Linked DNA regions of Zea mays: regions 1 and 3 are each linked to region 2. The links are chromatin contacts, called in public Hi-C and HiChIP or PLAC-seq maps. All regions are on one chromosome and are shown on one strand. Each heading gives the region's core, a stretch centred on a gene start, on an enhancer-like site or on the middle of the called end of the contact. The rest is flanking DNA. Distances are from core to core; before and after follow the strand shown. Region 1 has its middle 27 kb from the start of LOC118472059. Region 2 holds the start of LOC107546759. Region 3 holds the start of LOC100280115.

What was found. Hi-C and Micro-C count contacts between places; a contact is called where the count stands out from the background. HiChIP or PLAC-seq counts read pairs in DNA pulled down with a chosen protein or histone mark.
Region 1: a Hi-C map of ear shows a contact between it and region 2, with 2.8 times the contacts expected there. The contact joins the enhancer-like site here to the promoter of LOC107546759 in region 2. A contact is called at or near these places in 3 of 25 Hi-C or Micro-C datasets (ear and endosperm).
Region 3: an H3K4me3 HiChIP or PLAC-seq map of leaf shows a contact between it and region 2, with 7 times the contacts expected there. The contact joins the promoter of LOC100280115 here to the promoter of LOC107546759 in region 2. A contact is called at or near these places in 9 of 25 Hi-C or Micro-C datasets (bundle sheath, ear, endosperm and 3 more) and 1 of 3 datasets of contacts at active chromatin or transcription factors (leaf).

The regions. Positions count from the first base shown.
Region 1 is chr5:148,506,942-148,511,945 of Zm-B73-REFERENCE-NAM-5.0, forward strand. No RefSeq gene overlaps it. Among protein-coding and RNA genes, the nearest start is that of LOC118472059, 27 kb to the right of the region's middle. Within about 2 kb of position 3,285, at least 12 of the 20 cell types and tissues checked have an H3K27ac peak or open chromatin away from gene starts, as enhancers often do. A contact at or near this core is called in ear, where this site is marked.
Region 2 is chr5:148,318,082-148,322,910 of Zm-B73-REFERENCE-NAM-5.0, forward strand. It overlaps LOC107546759, which reads right to left and starts at 2,890. Exons shown (of 3, transcript NM_001322792.2): 1 at 2,654-2,890; 2 at 2,354-2,545; 3 at 1,013-1,825. The coding sequence starts at 2,863. The coding sequence ends at 1,262.
Region 3 is chr5:148,537,423-148,542,386 of Zm-B73-REFERENCE-NAM-5.0, forward strand. It overlaps LOC100280115, which reads right to left and starts at 2,979. Exons shown (of 1, transcript NM_001397554.1): 1 at 2,114-2,979. The coding sequence starts at 2,324. The coding sequence ends at 2,166.

The sequences.
Region 1 (5,004 bases), core at 2,035-4,534, 190 kb after region 2:
AGTGAAGCCATGGCGTTCACGGCGGCGCGGGTATGGAACTGAGGAGCGCGAAGGCAAAAGGGCATAGCCGGCAGCGCGGGCGTGGAATGAAGGAGCACGAAGGCGAAAGGATGCAATCGATTGGAAGAGAATGCGAAAAGGTAACTGCTGCTCGCGGAGTGAATTCCTTTTTCAAGGAAACCAGAGTCCTTGTTAGGGAAACCCTTTCGTGCGCCCCTCAATCGCCGCAGAAAATCTCGCCCAACGCGCACCAAGGTAACCCAGTCTATGACACGGGGGCCTGGGTCCACAAGTCATACAGATTGTGCGCTGAACTTTGGGTGCGGAAAAAGCGAACTGCCGCGCGTGCCTGTAGAGCAAACCGCCGCACGAGGTAGCGCGCTCCTCATTGCCACCGCAAGAGACAACAGCCCAATCAATGACACGGGGGCCCGGGCCCACGGGTCATACTCCTTGGGTGCCGAATCCCGGGTGCGGAAAGAGCGAACCGCCGCACGCGCCGGTAGTGTGCCTCCTCGGGGCCGCGGCAGAAGACAGAAGGTAATTTTTTAAACCAATGCAGCGGTAACGAGGCACACCGCGCGTGGCCCAACGAAACCACCAGGCGTGGGGACCATGGGTTAGTCAGCCGCGGGGACAGATATGGCAGTTCGCGTGACCGAAGGAGATTGATGGAGGGTACGTCAGCAGACGCACTGAAGCAGCGCGCCAATCACCAATCAGGCCATGGTGAAGCAAAGTACAAGTTTTGGCCCCACCTGCAGGCTCGCAACCTCCCCTGAGGTGGGCCCAGGGGCCACTGTCGGTACCTTGAAACTAGGGTACCCCTTACTACTGTATGAAGACGCAGTACCCACGCGGCTATCTTTAGTCGCGTGGTAAAGGAGCTGTACATGGGACCAGACCACGACTCGCCCCAGCCTCGGGTGATTACTCTGGGCCAGCAACATCACAAGGCCCCACCACGTGGGCGGCCCCGGGACCGCCACGTGGCCGAAGAAAGTGATATACTACAAGGCGTCAATAGTGAGTCCGGACCCCCATGGGAAAGTGTCGGATCCCTGGATATACAGTCCGGACCTCCAAGCTGGTCCGGGACCTCCACGTGTACGGACCGGACCTCTAGAATGGGATCCGGACCAACCCTCCCGTATGGGGTCCGGACCGCCCACAGTGAGGTCCCAAGACCTTACTTAAGGCCCAGGCGGGGGTCCGGAGCTGACACGTGTCCAGACCTGCTCTGGTGTGCTCCGGACCTACCCGCATACACTCCTGCTCCCCGCTCAGGCGGAGACCCGATACTACCACATGGCATACTGCGCGCGACATAAGCCAACGGGCAGAACTCAGTCCATAATATGTGGGCCACGCAGTTACTCACCATTACTCCCGCATTACTCGTGCAGTAACTGTCCATCAATGCAGCATGGATTGCGGACATCAAGACTCCCGGTGATTGCTCAGGCGTTACTAGCATTAGTTACTCACATATGTATTTTCTCTATTATGCTCCTGGGCCCGCATGTCGGGGCTCAGTATCCTTGTATGTGGCTACCTTAAACTATAAAAGGGAAGGCACACAGCGTTACAGGACAAGTTCACACAGACTCTCAGACTCAATACAGCATACACACAGTGGAGTAGGGTATTACGCTCCAGTGGCCTAAACCACTCTAAACCCTCGTGTCCTCGTGTTCATCCACCTTCCAACGGACACGCAAACCGCTTAGGCCCCTCCTCATCTTAGGATTTAGGGCGGGTGCGTTCCGCCACCCGGCCGGTGGAATTCTTCCCACCGACAGATCTGTTCAAGTATCTTGGGCGGCCTCCATCTCCTCTCCCTATGAAAGGTTCCTAGATCTCTTTATACATGGAGGGGCTACAGCTACATGTCGGTTATGAGCTATATACCTAATCGACTTACAATCCGAGTATTAGTTATATCAAAAACCATAACAAATCAAAACTTATTCACTTGTAAGAAATATTATATCTTGTACCATACCCTCTTTGGGATGCTAATTGGTGCTCTGTTCAGATGTTTTGTTTTGCTATACTCCTGGGATCATGTGGTACATATTTACCATAGTATAGCCCATGTACCATGAGTGCCCCTACCTAGACAACCACCTGGTACCTAGGTGTCAAGATAAGGCTTCTCTCCATCATATTAAATGTGATAGACAACATTACAGTAAGGAGGTGCATTGTGGCCATGACATAGGCCACATGCATACCCAAGGCCATTGTGCAAGGCGTGTGACCATTCCTAGAGATAAAACAATGGGCAATAGGCCTACCCAAGGCCTTTGCGCAGTGCGTGCTATTGCCCTTATAGACACAAGTGAACATACTAATGTATTTGTACACATTATAAAGTACCAGCAGTTGTACTGATTACCAACTGTCATACCCCAACGACATATGGTCTCTAGAGCCTACCACTCTCAATATTGTGGCAATGCCAATATATGCACCGTGTATGACTCTATGTTCGAGAGAAGATAGTTGAGCCTATATTGGGCAAGGCTTAGACCTTGTTTGTTTCAAATTATAATCTCTCCAGATTATATAATCTAGCGTAAATAATTCATTAGGTAAACAAACAACTACATTATGAGTTCAGATTATATAATCTAAACCTAGATTATGATAATCTCATAATCTACTCAAGAGTAGCTTATTTGAGATTATTTTGGCAAAAGACCCACTACCCATGGTTATGTAAATAGAAATTACAATATATGCCATCCTTCTTTTCTCATCTTAAATAAACAAACAAGGGTATTGTTGTCTTTGTGAATAATCTACATTTGTATAATCTAAACTATCAAACAACTACATATAAATTATAATATATCTAGATTATAATCTGAATTATATAATTTAGCTTATAATCCAGATTATATAATCTATAAGCTGAAACAAACAGGTCCTTAGTACCCGGCAGGTATATACCACTCTCTTCTCTCATGAGCTATAAAAAGAGTGAGAGGTAGAGCAGCATAGTTGGGGGTTTGGAGAGGCTTCTCTCTATATCTCATATGTGCTAGTAGTTTGGCAGTATTTAGGTTCAGCGTGCCTTAGTACACTGATGTGTCGTCGTTACCACTTGCCGGCAGGTTAGACGAATATCCTCGTGGCTTTGCAAAAGCATCGACAGAACCAGCACACTCTTATATATAATTCTGTTTGCAATTGAGTGGTTAGGTACGTCGTACGTAGGCACAGCCGCACACAGGTGTCTCTGTCCTACACTGCCGCCGACTGCCCTACTCCAAACACACGCTTTTGGAGAGGCTAGCTGCACACATGTGAGTAGCAGAGACAGCCGACGAAAGCCAGTGCTGACCAGACCAGCGTCCAGCCCAGCGGCAACGAAGGGATCGTACCGTGCCTCTCTGCGATCACATCCACCAGCAAATGATTTGGCTTTGGGTCGTCTCGCAGCTGGTTTCATGGCCTGGCCTCTGGTTGGGCTGGCGCTATCAACCTCCTCCCATTGTCATGTGACCTGTTGTTGTTGTTGTTGTGAATAATCAATCAAGCTGCGGCTATCAGAGGAGCGCTAGCTGCGTTAATCATGAACAGCATCTCCAGCGCTTTACCGCCTTTTCCTTTTGCAATTGCACCCTACAAACATATCCAGGGAAGCATGCGAAAGAGGATAAGCGTGTGCTAATCCTTTTCCGGGGTCAAATGGTCTATCCACATGAGCATTACAGACCTATTTGGTTGATGTGTGTCATGATAGGACCCAGCAATAAATCCAGGTCACCTTCAGCTACACGAAAATCGATCAAAACGCTAAATTTTAGTTTCGCCACATAGGATGTTTGGATGCTAGTTAACAGTATTAAATGTAATCTAATTATAAAACTATGTGTTGAGCATTAAAAAAGGCAGCCAAGGTCTACGGTCCGCACTGTCCGTCGTGGCGGCGCGGACGGCTCGCGCGAGAATAGAATCAGTTTAGGTTTCTGATTTCTTGCATGATTTGTTAGCAAACTCGACAGGATTTTGCTTGGGAACTAACTTATAACGTGTCCAGACCTTCCCCTTGTATAAACGAAGGGGTACGACTGGTTCATGCCCCCACAATCGATCCAACCAAACTAATTTACCATATTTATCTTATTTGCATTCACCTCTCTTCAGCTCGACATCGTCTAGAGTTGTCTTGGGTGGTCTACCGATCCCAAGTCAATCCTAAGATCTCTCCTCCCCGATGGAGTCCCTCCCAGGAGGCGAGATCTAGGTTTATGTGAAGAAGACTCTACTCCATCGCGGACCGTTTAGTCCCAGGTAGAGAAGGAGCAGCTCCTGCAGCGTGGTCGTGGACAGTCCAGCCCTCGGTCACGGACCGTCTGTGCTCCTGCAGAGAGCACCATTAGGTGGTTCATCCCTAGCGTCTGCCCATAAATTAGAGCCAACACACCTTTTGGCGACTCCGCTAGGGACAAGCGCAAGCGCATTCTAGATCTATTATAATCGTGCGCAAAGGTCTGTTCTAAATATGGCACCGACGCTAGCCAAGGCAACTGTTGAGAGTCTGTCGGCCAACGAGCAACATCGATATCAGGATCTCATGAGCCAAGTGGAAAAGGACACACGCCGCCAACTCACCAAGGTTCATGAGGAGGCGAAAGAGATATTCTTATCACAATTCATGGTGGATCGCCATCAGAAGATTATCAAGCATGGAGGGATCAAGATTGCATCTGCATTGAGTAATGTAAGAGTGAGATGAAACATCTCAGCAAGCGAATTGTTTTGACGAGATATTTAAACCACAAATTGAATTAATCAACATTTTAAAAAATCACAATTAAGATAAGAAATACTTGTAGATATAGAACTCAGTAGTCCCAATATAACCAATACCATCTCATTTCCTCGAACAACCACAATATATTCTATAACACTTCCCTGCGTCAACAAAACCTGCAAATATCACTTCAATGTATGCATAGGAATGCAAAGTGTAGGTACTCTGTCTTCATA
Region 2 (4,829 bases), core at 1,640-4,139:
TCTTACAAGTACCCATGATAGTTTTATAAAACAACCCTAACATAATGTATTAGGTTTCAAAAAGGAGCATATATAGTTTCTTCTTGCAGCCTGTTCTTTTGATGTTTATAAATATTCGAAACTTCAAAACTACACACCGGAATTGAGAGTTTTTTTAATTGAAAATTTGTTTACGTGAATAATATTACGGACCCTTGGACATGCATACATAGATCTCATATCTCCAGCCGTATACGTCGCTGTTGTTAGACAAAGGGATCGGAGGGAACTGATGGATCACGATCCAAAGCACCCTTTTTATTCCATTCAGTCGCTAGCTGTAATCACCTCGTTCTGTCTGACCAGACGTCCGTCCGGCAAACCAGCTGCTACAGCCTACAGAAAGGACAGCCACGTACGCAAATCACATCGCCGTAGCGAGTCGAGGATCCTCTGCTAATCACAGGGTTTGCCGCTTCTCTGACCGCCGGCCGTCTGCGTACGTCGTCGGCGCGTGTGACATGGTATAAGGTCACGGATGGCACGTTTGATTTTGGTCATGACCGAGCGATAGACATCTCGCATCAACACGCACACCACCCTGCCCCGTCGTCGTCTAATAGTGCAGGAAGCAGCTGCCATTATTATGGTGCATATGGTGCTACTATGCTACTCCTAGCTAGGTAGCTCGTGGCACGTACGTACACTTGCGCGGTTGCACCTGCCCAATCCTGTTGTTCGTTACTCCTTATGCACATGATCGATGTTGTTCTGACCAGAGAGTTATTATTAATCATGCATGATCGGTTGCACATTGGATATGCATGTGTACATTTCTTGAACAAAAAAAAAAGAATAATAATCATGAATCGCCCAGTGTACGTACAGACTCATCACAGGCTAAAATCGTGGCACAAAGAAACGAAAGAGAAAAGAAAGAATAACGCGGCCAAATAAAATAAAAAAGAATGAAAATCAGCAATGGTCTCATATGCGGGTTGATCGATGTGTGACGGCACGCTGGCCCCCCCCCCCCAGCTCTCCCCTCTCCCCTGAAATGAGTACTAGTCCTGACAGCGGCGCTCCACCCACCAAATCGCCCGGAATCATCATCGCCTCCGCCGCTCCCTTCCAACGCACTCCACACTTTCCACGCAAAAAGCCACGGCCCTCTTAGCTGGCCATGTCGAGGAATCCAGACCGTCCGTCCGTGTCGCACGAATCTCGAAACTGACCACTGCCACTGATGTCTGTCTATGCTATGGTATACGTAGACGTCTGTCTAGTTGGGCTTCCGGCAGTTGGCGCGGATCTCGCCGCTGGAGCCGGTGAGCGGGCCGATGCTGCCCATCTTGAGGACGGCCGTGACGAAGTCCCGCGAGAAGGCGGCGCCGTTGCGCGCGTACTGCGCCGTGATGGAGTCGACGGCGCCGCCACCGGCGCCGAAGAGCTCCTGGTCGGAGTGGAGCAGGCCGAACTGGGCCACGAGGTTGCGGAAGTAGCCGTTGTCGAACCTGACGGAGCTCATGGCGTCCAGCGGCGCCAGGTTGCCGTCGCTGGCCCCGGCCTGCGCCTGGCAGATCTGCCTCCGCTTCGCCGCGAACCCGGCGCTGATGTTGGTGTCGTTGTACACGCGGGAACGGAAGGTGGCGCACCGCGCCGCGCCGATCGTGTGCGCGCCCGACAGCGCCACCAGGTCCCGCGAGTCCAGCCCCTTGGACGCGAACGCCGACACCAGCGCCGCCGCGCTCGACGACGGCGACGGCAGGTTGCTGTTCGCCGCCGACTGGCTCGCCGTGCGCGTGTCCCGGCGACCCAGCTGCACCGCCCACGTCGGACCGCTCAGCTGCATTAATTAATATTGCAGTGCAGTGTTTGTCATACATCGTGTCAGTGAAATGCTACTGTCCTACGTTACACTGCAACCAAATCCAAATGTAAACAACTGCTTTGTCGTCGATCTCGAGTGTTACTTGTTACTGTGACTGTGAGTATATGTGGTGACTGACAAACGGAACAGCTACCGACGTACAGTAGCCACATGCACGACTGCTGAGCGAGCGAGCGTTTGACGACAGAACGGTTGGTGAAGGCTTGCTGGCCCGCACGTTGCTGACCAGCTTGTTTGACGGGACCGATCCAGCCGAGTTGCATGCAATGCATGGGTATGGCTATGCTTTTTTTTTCTTCCTTTCTTTTTTTTACTGATGACTGATGGATGGACATGCATGCATCGTGGCAGCAATCAGCACGGGGTGTCGGCAGGTGGTGTAGTACTCTGTACTGGTAGCGCCAGCCAGCCAGCAGTGGTCGGGGCGACCGTGCGATGATCGATACCAGGCAAACAAAGGATAAGGATGCATGGCTCACTGACCAGGTTGACGCCGTCGCGCGCGGCGAGGGCGAGGATGTCGGCGCAGGAGACGGTGCCGGGGCAGGCGGCCTCCACCTGGGACTTGATGGAGTCGATGACCTCGAAGCCGCGCAGGGAGTTGGCGTTGGGCCCCGCGTTCTTCTCCCCCGTCAGCGTCGGCGAGTCGTCGAGGAGCACGGACGCGTCGCACCCCTGCATGGGCAATAATAATAATAATAATGGAGTGTTGGATGGATGGCGCGGCGCGACGCATACTGACGACCAGCAGCAAGCCCAAGGCGCCACGACATGCATGCTTACCTGGACGAAGCAGTCGTGGAAGAAGAGGCGGAGGATGGAGGCCCCCATCCGCGGCTCCTGCTGCACGGCGGCGGCCATCCCGGCCCGCACGATGGCCTGCAGGCTGGGGCAGCTCGCGTCGTAGAACGTCGGCGACAGCTGCGCCATGGCGCCGAGCGCCAGCGCGCACGCCACGGCCAGTCTCGCCAGTAGCAAGGTCGCCGGCGCCATGGAAGATTGATTTGGGATTGGGTTAGCTGTGCTGTCGTCGATGGTGTCCCAGCACACACTGCGCTTCTGAGTTATATAGTGCCCTGTGCCCCATCGCGCGCGGTGGTTACGTAGTACATCTGTACATGCGTGGGCCGACACGCCACAGGGCCGGCAGAGTTTCCAGTCCGTGAGCGCATGGCGCGCGCCCTACCCTGCAGGATCAAATTGCCCGGTTACTTAAAACACTTCAACTGCAATACATGTCTGTCTCTATCCGTCTTGCCTTTAGATCGGCTGGAAGCCATAGCCAGGCCAGTGGTACAATGTGCATGTGCGGCGCGCGTACATCCGCCGTGTTACTACGGTGCTGTTTGGTACCGAAACTCTAAGGCATGGTACTCCTATCGTCCTACCGACGTGGTATATCGAGGCTAATTTTAAGATGTGTTTGATTGGATGTACAATAGAAGGGGCAGTCACAGTTTCTGTATTGTTTGAACGAGAGTCACGTGGGAACGAGTTAAACATTGGATTAATTTTTAGTGGCGGCGTGATGCTAAAAAATCGAGGAGACGGTGTCGTCCACACATCATCATTCCACTTTAATCTCAAACCAAATACATTCTTAAAGATCATCTCTCTGTAATTTTGATTTTAAAGGCAGATGGTAGTTCGTGGTAATAAGGCATATTGAACTAATGTTTAATATAACGATGGAAGAATAAAGTACGAAAAAAAAACTTATAGCATATGTTTAGTTTATAAAAGATAACGACATTACAGCCAAACAAATAAAATAACTATTACAGTTATCTCTGATAAAACAATAATACTTTAATTTCTAGGTATATTCTTGACGCAAAATCTTTAAGAAACCGTAATGTGAGATCAATGTTTTCTGAAATAACCTTCGCGGCTATTACCAAACCATTGTTTCATGTCACAATATCCAAACTTATCATTTCATATTTACTATAGAAGATATAATTGTCCCTATATGTAGTATCATGTGTTTCTTTATAGTCCCCACAATACAATTAAATACTAGATATGTAACAATACAATTAAATGCTAGATATGTATAAGACTATAGGAGTATGAATTGTGGGCCACTTAGATGGTTCAGGTTTCAATGCCTATGTTCTCGTGTCTAAGTAGTATCTCCCTCACGATATCACTTTTATTCTCTTCCCTCTTTACTCACATGCCACATCATATTTCTATCCTACATAGCGTATATTAAATGAGCATTGACACCACGCACTGGGAATAGCCTTGAAAGGCGCCTAGAGGGGGGTTGAATTGGCGAAATCTAAAGTTTTACTTAAACAAACTGTTGGGGGCCTTCGGCTTCCGAAGGTCCTCAAAAACATGATTTAACAATGTTTCTGGAGTATAATACATGAATAGATACCTTCGGACTTAGATCCTTCGGACTTGGATCAAAACCATAGTGTGAAGAAGTACAAGGAATACGAAGGATGACGCAGAGCCGAAGCTATGTGCAGGGGAGCTTCGGCATGATAGCAGAAAAGGAAACTGACTTAAAGATGAAAAGGCTATTTAGACCTCGATGGATTGCTATAGAGTTATTAGCAAATGTAAAGGGCATGGGTGTAATTTTACATGGGCTGTGTCCCGTGCCTATAAATAGATGAACAGTGCTCCCGTACTGTTCACGCTGACTTGGCATTTGCTTTTGCGTCACGCTTGTACTTTTACCTTCTCTCAGGCCGAAGCATTTGAGAACAAGTCCCCAACATTGGCGTCCACCTCCGGTGAATCCTTTTCGACCACCTTCGGCAAGCATTTGACCTTCGTCATGCCACCGAAGAAAGCTTCAGCGACAGGGGCTGCTGCTCTGCAGCCACTGGACCCAAACCAGGAGACCCTTTCTCTTCGAGAGGCCCGAAGCCAGAAGAGAAAGGCCACCAGTCCAACGCCCCAGGAGGATGAGTTGGACCAAGAGATCAGGAATATGGAG
Region 3 (4,964 bases), core at 1,729-4,228, 220 kb after region 2:
GGCTCAAAAATTCATAAAAGTATATGGAGGTACAACATATGGCCACATATAGTTATAGAAAATAATGGGACCATAAAATCCACGAGATGTCAGCGTTTCTTTTATTTCATTTTCACTTATTGCGTGAGTTACATGTGAAATCACTCTAAGTATCCAAGTTTCAATATAATCAACACTTCACTTTACCATTTTTATGTGGGGATTTGAGTTTATATTCGTATAAAATATTTATTAGTCTTGATAATTTATTTGCAATTTCATGGTGAACAAGAATATTTTATGATAAGTAATTAATGCATTATCCGACAAGTATCCGATATCCGATCAAATAATATCCGTATTTGTCACTTATCCGCCCGAATAAATATCTGATCCATGTATCTTTATCCGTCCCGTTTCTAACTATCTGTATTCGGTCTTGAATCTGTTCTAAATACATTAGGGTAGGATACATGATGAGCTAATATCCGTCCGTATCCGCTCGTTTTCACCCCTACCTAGAACCCTTCCGTTTCCATTATCCATTCCAGGGCGCAGCATAATCGACTGGACCGGGCTGGGCTAGGCCGATGTCTCAGTCCCAATTATTATTATTATTATTATTATTATTATTATTATTATTATTATTATTATTATTATTATTATTATTATTATTATTATTGAAAACCCTATGTGTCAATTAATGGGGTCTCAAGAAAATGGTTTCTGAAATAGGGGTGGAAACGAGTCGAGCTCGGATCGGCTGGTTGCGGCTCGGTAAGTAACGAGCCGAGCCTCGCTCGGCTCGCTCCTCTAGCGAGCCTGAAAAGTTGGCTCGGCTCACGAGCCGGCTCTCCAAGCCAACGAGTCTGACCATAAACATGAATTTGCTCTCCAAAATAATATAAAATCTTAAAAATAATTTAAGTAACATATTTTTTATTAGTAAAATAAATATAATACTAATATAATATAGAAATAGGTTAATTTTGTACCATAATTTCAAAAAAAACATAAACTAATCGTTTATTTAGTACCAGCAAACTATGCTAATTAACATTTTATATAACAAATTGTTGTTGGGTCGAGCCACGAGCCGCAGCGAGCCGAGTCGAGTTGGCTCGCTCTTTTCTCGAGCCAACAAAACAGACTCGGCTCGGGCTCGTTCTAAGCATCGGGCTGCTCTAAGCCGAGCCGAGCCACTGCGAGTCCGTGCCGGCTCGTCGAGCTTGAGCTTTTTTTCTAGCCTTGCTCTGGAACCTATCTCGCATTAGCATTTGATAGGAATAGGGTACACATTTTTTAATCCAATCAGCTAACTTAGGCCCTGTTTGTTTTAACTTATAGATTATATAATCTAAATTATAATTTAGATTATATAATCTGGATTATTTGCTCTGGATTAAATAAGTTAGATGTTGTTTTTTGTTAGCTCAGATTATTTGGACTTGGCTTATTATTCATATGCATACAAATACAATAATACCCTTGAATGTTTTACTTGTCTGGTGGGTGAGAACGTCTATGAACAGGTGGATGGCAATTGGAAGTAATTTTAATCAACTTGCCATGGGTAGTGGGTCTTTCATAAAAAATAAGCTGAAATAAGCACCCTTTGATGAGCTTATAGGATTATCATAATCTCAAGTGCTAGATTATATAATCCTATCAGATAAGTTGCTTGTTTGTTTCCTCACTAACTTATTTACATTGGATTATATAATCTACATAGATTATAATCCCAAACAAACAGGGTCTTAAAACCACAATATCCCAAAACCATGGTATTAAAAATACTTTGCTTCTAAACACCTTCTTAGTGCCCAAACAAATATGTCATAAAAACCGTGTAAAAATCAGATGTATCAAATACGTATATGTTTAGATTTCTTTGTCGAAAGCTTCTTTTTTAAGAGAAAGGTTACGCTTCACCTTCACATGGTTGGTCAAGGAAGTTCTCCATGTGTCGATTATGGATTGGTTAAGGGCTAGTTTGGCAGCAACGTGGGAAAAATCCCAGGGAAGATATCCATCAACGGGAATTTAGATGCCACTAAATTTTCTGGGTGGATTTTCCTTCTTGGGTGTATTTTCCCGGCGGCCACTGTTTGGGAACCAAGGGGCAAAATATCCATTTTGAGCAAAAACACTATTTTACTATATTGAATGAGAACTTTATCCATCATTCATTCATATATATATATATATATATATATATATATATATATATATATATATATATATATATATATATATATATATATATATGTGATGCTATAAACAGTACTTAAAAAATTAGGAAAAAAATCGAACAAAGTAAACTGAAGCATAATAAATTGGTTCATCCATCATCACATCCTTTTCCTGATCTTTTTCTCTCGTCTTAGCTCCTCTCGTCGCACGAGGCAGATCTAGTAAATTAATTAAGCATAAACAAAGAAAGAAGGGGATCTGACTCAGAGAATCAAGACCACGAGTCGCACGAAAAGCATGTTCTGAGGACCTCACCCTAGAACGAGTGCTCCTTGAGAGTCCCAGGGAGCAAAAGCAAACCTCTCGCCCTCTGCAGTATCTGCGACCAAGAAATCGGATTTGTTTCGGGGCTCCAAGGCAGCGGCTGGCGGACGCTGCTGCCGCGCGTGCTGCTTCTGGTGGCGAGGGGGCAGAGGCAAGGCAGCGGCTGGACGCTGCTACCGCGCGCGAGCTACTTCTGGTGGCGAGGGGGCAGAGGCAGTAACCTGAGAATCTTGGGCGCTCGCACTGTGTCGCTCGCGATGTGTTTCTTGCTGGCGCTACAGGAGCTGACCTTGTGAGGGGAAGGAGATGGAGTTGAAGACGACGATGGTGCGGCGACAGAGGTGCTCACGGGGATGGCGTCGGCGAGGCTAGGCCTAGCATCGCGGGGAGCCGGGGCGATGAGGGAGATGCTCCAAGGCAAGGTTGGCGGCGCCGTGGAAACGCCTGGCCTCCCGATGCCAGGGTTTTTTCCGACCGGAAAAGATGTTTCTCTGGAGGAAAGTCTATCGAGTGTTTGCGCTTCCAAACACGCAGAAGTAAAAACTCCTGGGAAATGTCCGCGTGGGCTTTCTTCCTGGAGAAAATGCCAGGAAACCCATGGGTTTTTATGGTACCAAACTGACCCTAAACATCGTATAATTCCGTCCGTGTCTACGTGCTCTTGGTGTCTATGACGCCTCTATTTTTCCTGCTTCCTTTTTTGAGACAAGAAAGTTTTTTCTTTTTTTTTTCTCTCTTTTTAGGCTAAGCCTATATGGCTATATCGGTTCCGATCCTCTCGAAAATACGGAGTATGAAGAAATGATGAAACGTTCGTTCCAGGCAAGAAACGTTTCTCCATCCTTGGTTGGGCACTTGAATCAGCCGAAGGGTGGTTTCAAATTGATTCTCTTCTCTTTCGCTCTCCATTACGTGTTTGCAATTGTATTTTTGTAATTATAATCATTGTTAGTGCAACAAGTTCAGATGAGTTGTATTTAAGTTGTTCTCGGTAGGATTCTATGATGCTAGAATAGCCAATCAAAGAGGTGAATGGTTGTGGAAGCTTAAAAATAATTATACCACCTCCTCCTAATCACAAGGCCAATTTGATCCACTTTTATAAATCTGGACAAATTGCTTTTACGTTAGGGAAAAAAAAACGTTGCTGAGACAAATCCATAACTCCGATCGATCTAAAATCTAAAAGATTAAACTAGATAAAATTATGAAGCAAGCCCAACTGAAACCACGTCGATCGGACTTTTGGATCTAAAGGTATAAACGAAACAATCTTATTGTTGTTCTAGAGAGTGACGAAAACTATGACGAAAACTAATCTAGATCTAACTTCGAGATTAAGAAATAAAAAATTGATCTCAAACTTTGTAGATCAGTAAATAGATACCATAGTAATGATCTAGATGAATCAAAACATCAAGAATAATTGAAAACAAAGATTCAATCTATAATCAAAACCAAAAACACAATTGATCAACAAAGAGAGGAATAATATTAACGTACTAATCTTGCATAATCAACAAGATTTGTGTGCAAAAGTGCACCTCAAAAGAATCAGAGAGTTCTCCCTTGATCTATCTAAAACAATCTAGATTTGATCTCTTAATAGATCTAATCTAATGACTATCTCTCTACCCGACCAGTACTCTTTCGTGGCCACAGCCCACAAGCGCCACTCTCCTGTGCGGGCTGCACTCAACCATCCAGCTGCGGTAATGGTATGGATATTATGCGTCTATATTCGAATTCGATCCATTTAACAGAGCTAAGATCTTATCTATATTCAAGTCCGAGTATTTAATATACGATCCGTATCTAATTTATATTCGTATCTGTATATTTAAAGTTGAATAATTAAGATATTGATATCCATTTAAATCTTATGTGATACAACTCGATAATATATGTATCTAATCTGAATCCGAAGAGAAAATATGAAAATAAATATGATACATGCAACATCCACTCGTAATCCGATTACACTCGTATACGGGCCTCTTGCTCCTGACGGGTCGCTTGGGCCTGCGTGCCACTCCGCACTGGGCCTCGCACGCGCCAGCAGTTTAGGGCAGAGCCCACACCCGCGCTAGCTTGGAGCAGCCCACCAGCCAGAGCTCGCGGTACGCGGTACGCGCTACGCGGTACGCCGACTCCAAGCCTGGACCAAGCCGCTACTGCCCACGACTTGTGGACTCACATGCATGCAAGCATCATGTACGTACACGGTGCCTTCCCCTCTTTATTATTTTTCGTTTTCCTTTTTTAGACATTTCCAATATGTCTCACCGCTATCCTTTATGCATGTCTCCACCGCATGCGATCACTACATACAACAATGTTTCAATCTTTTTCTTTTCCTTTTTTCCTAGACATTTCCAATATGTCTCACCGCTACCCTTTATACATGTCTCCACCGCATGCGATCACTACATACAACAATGCTTCAATCGAAACATCTCACACAACAT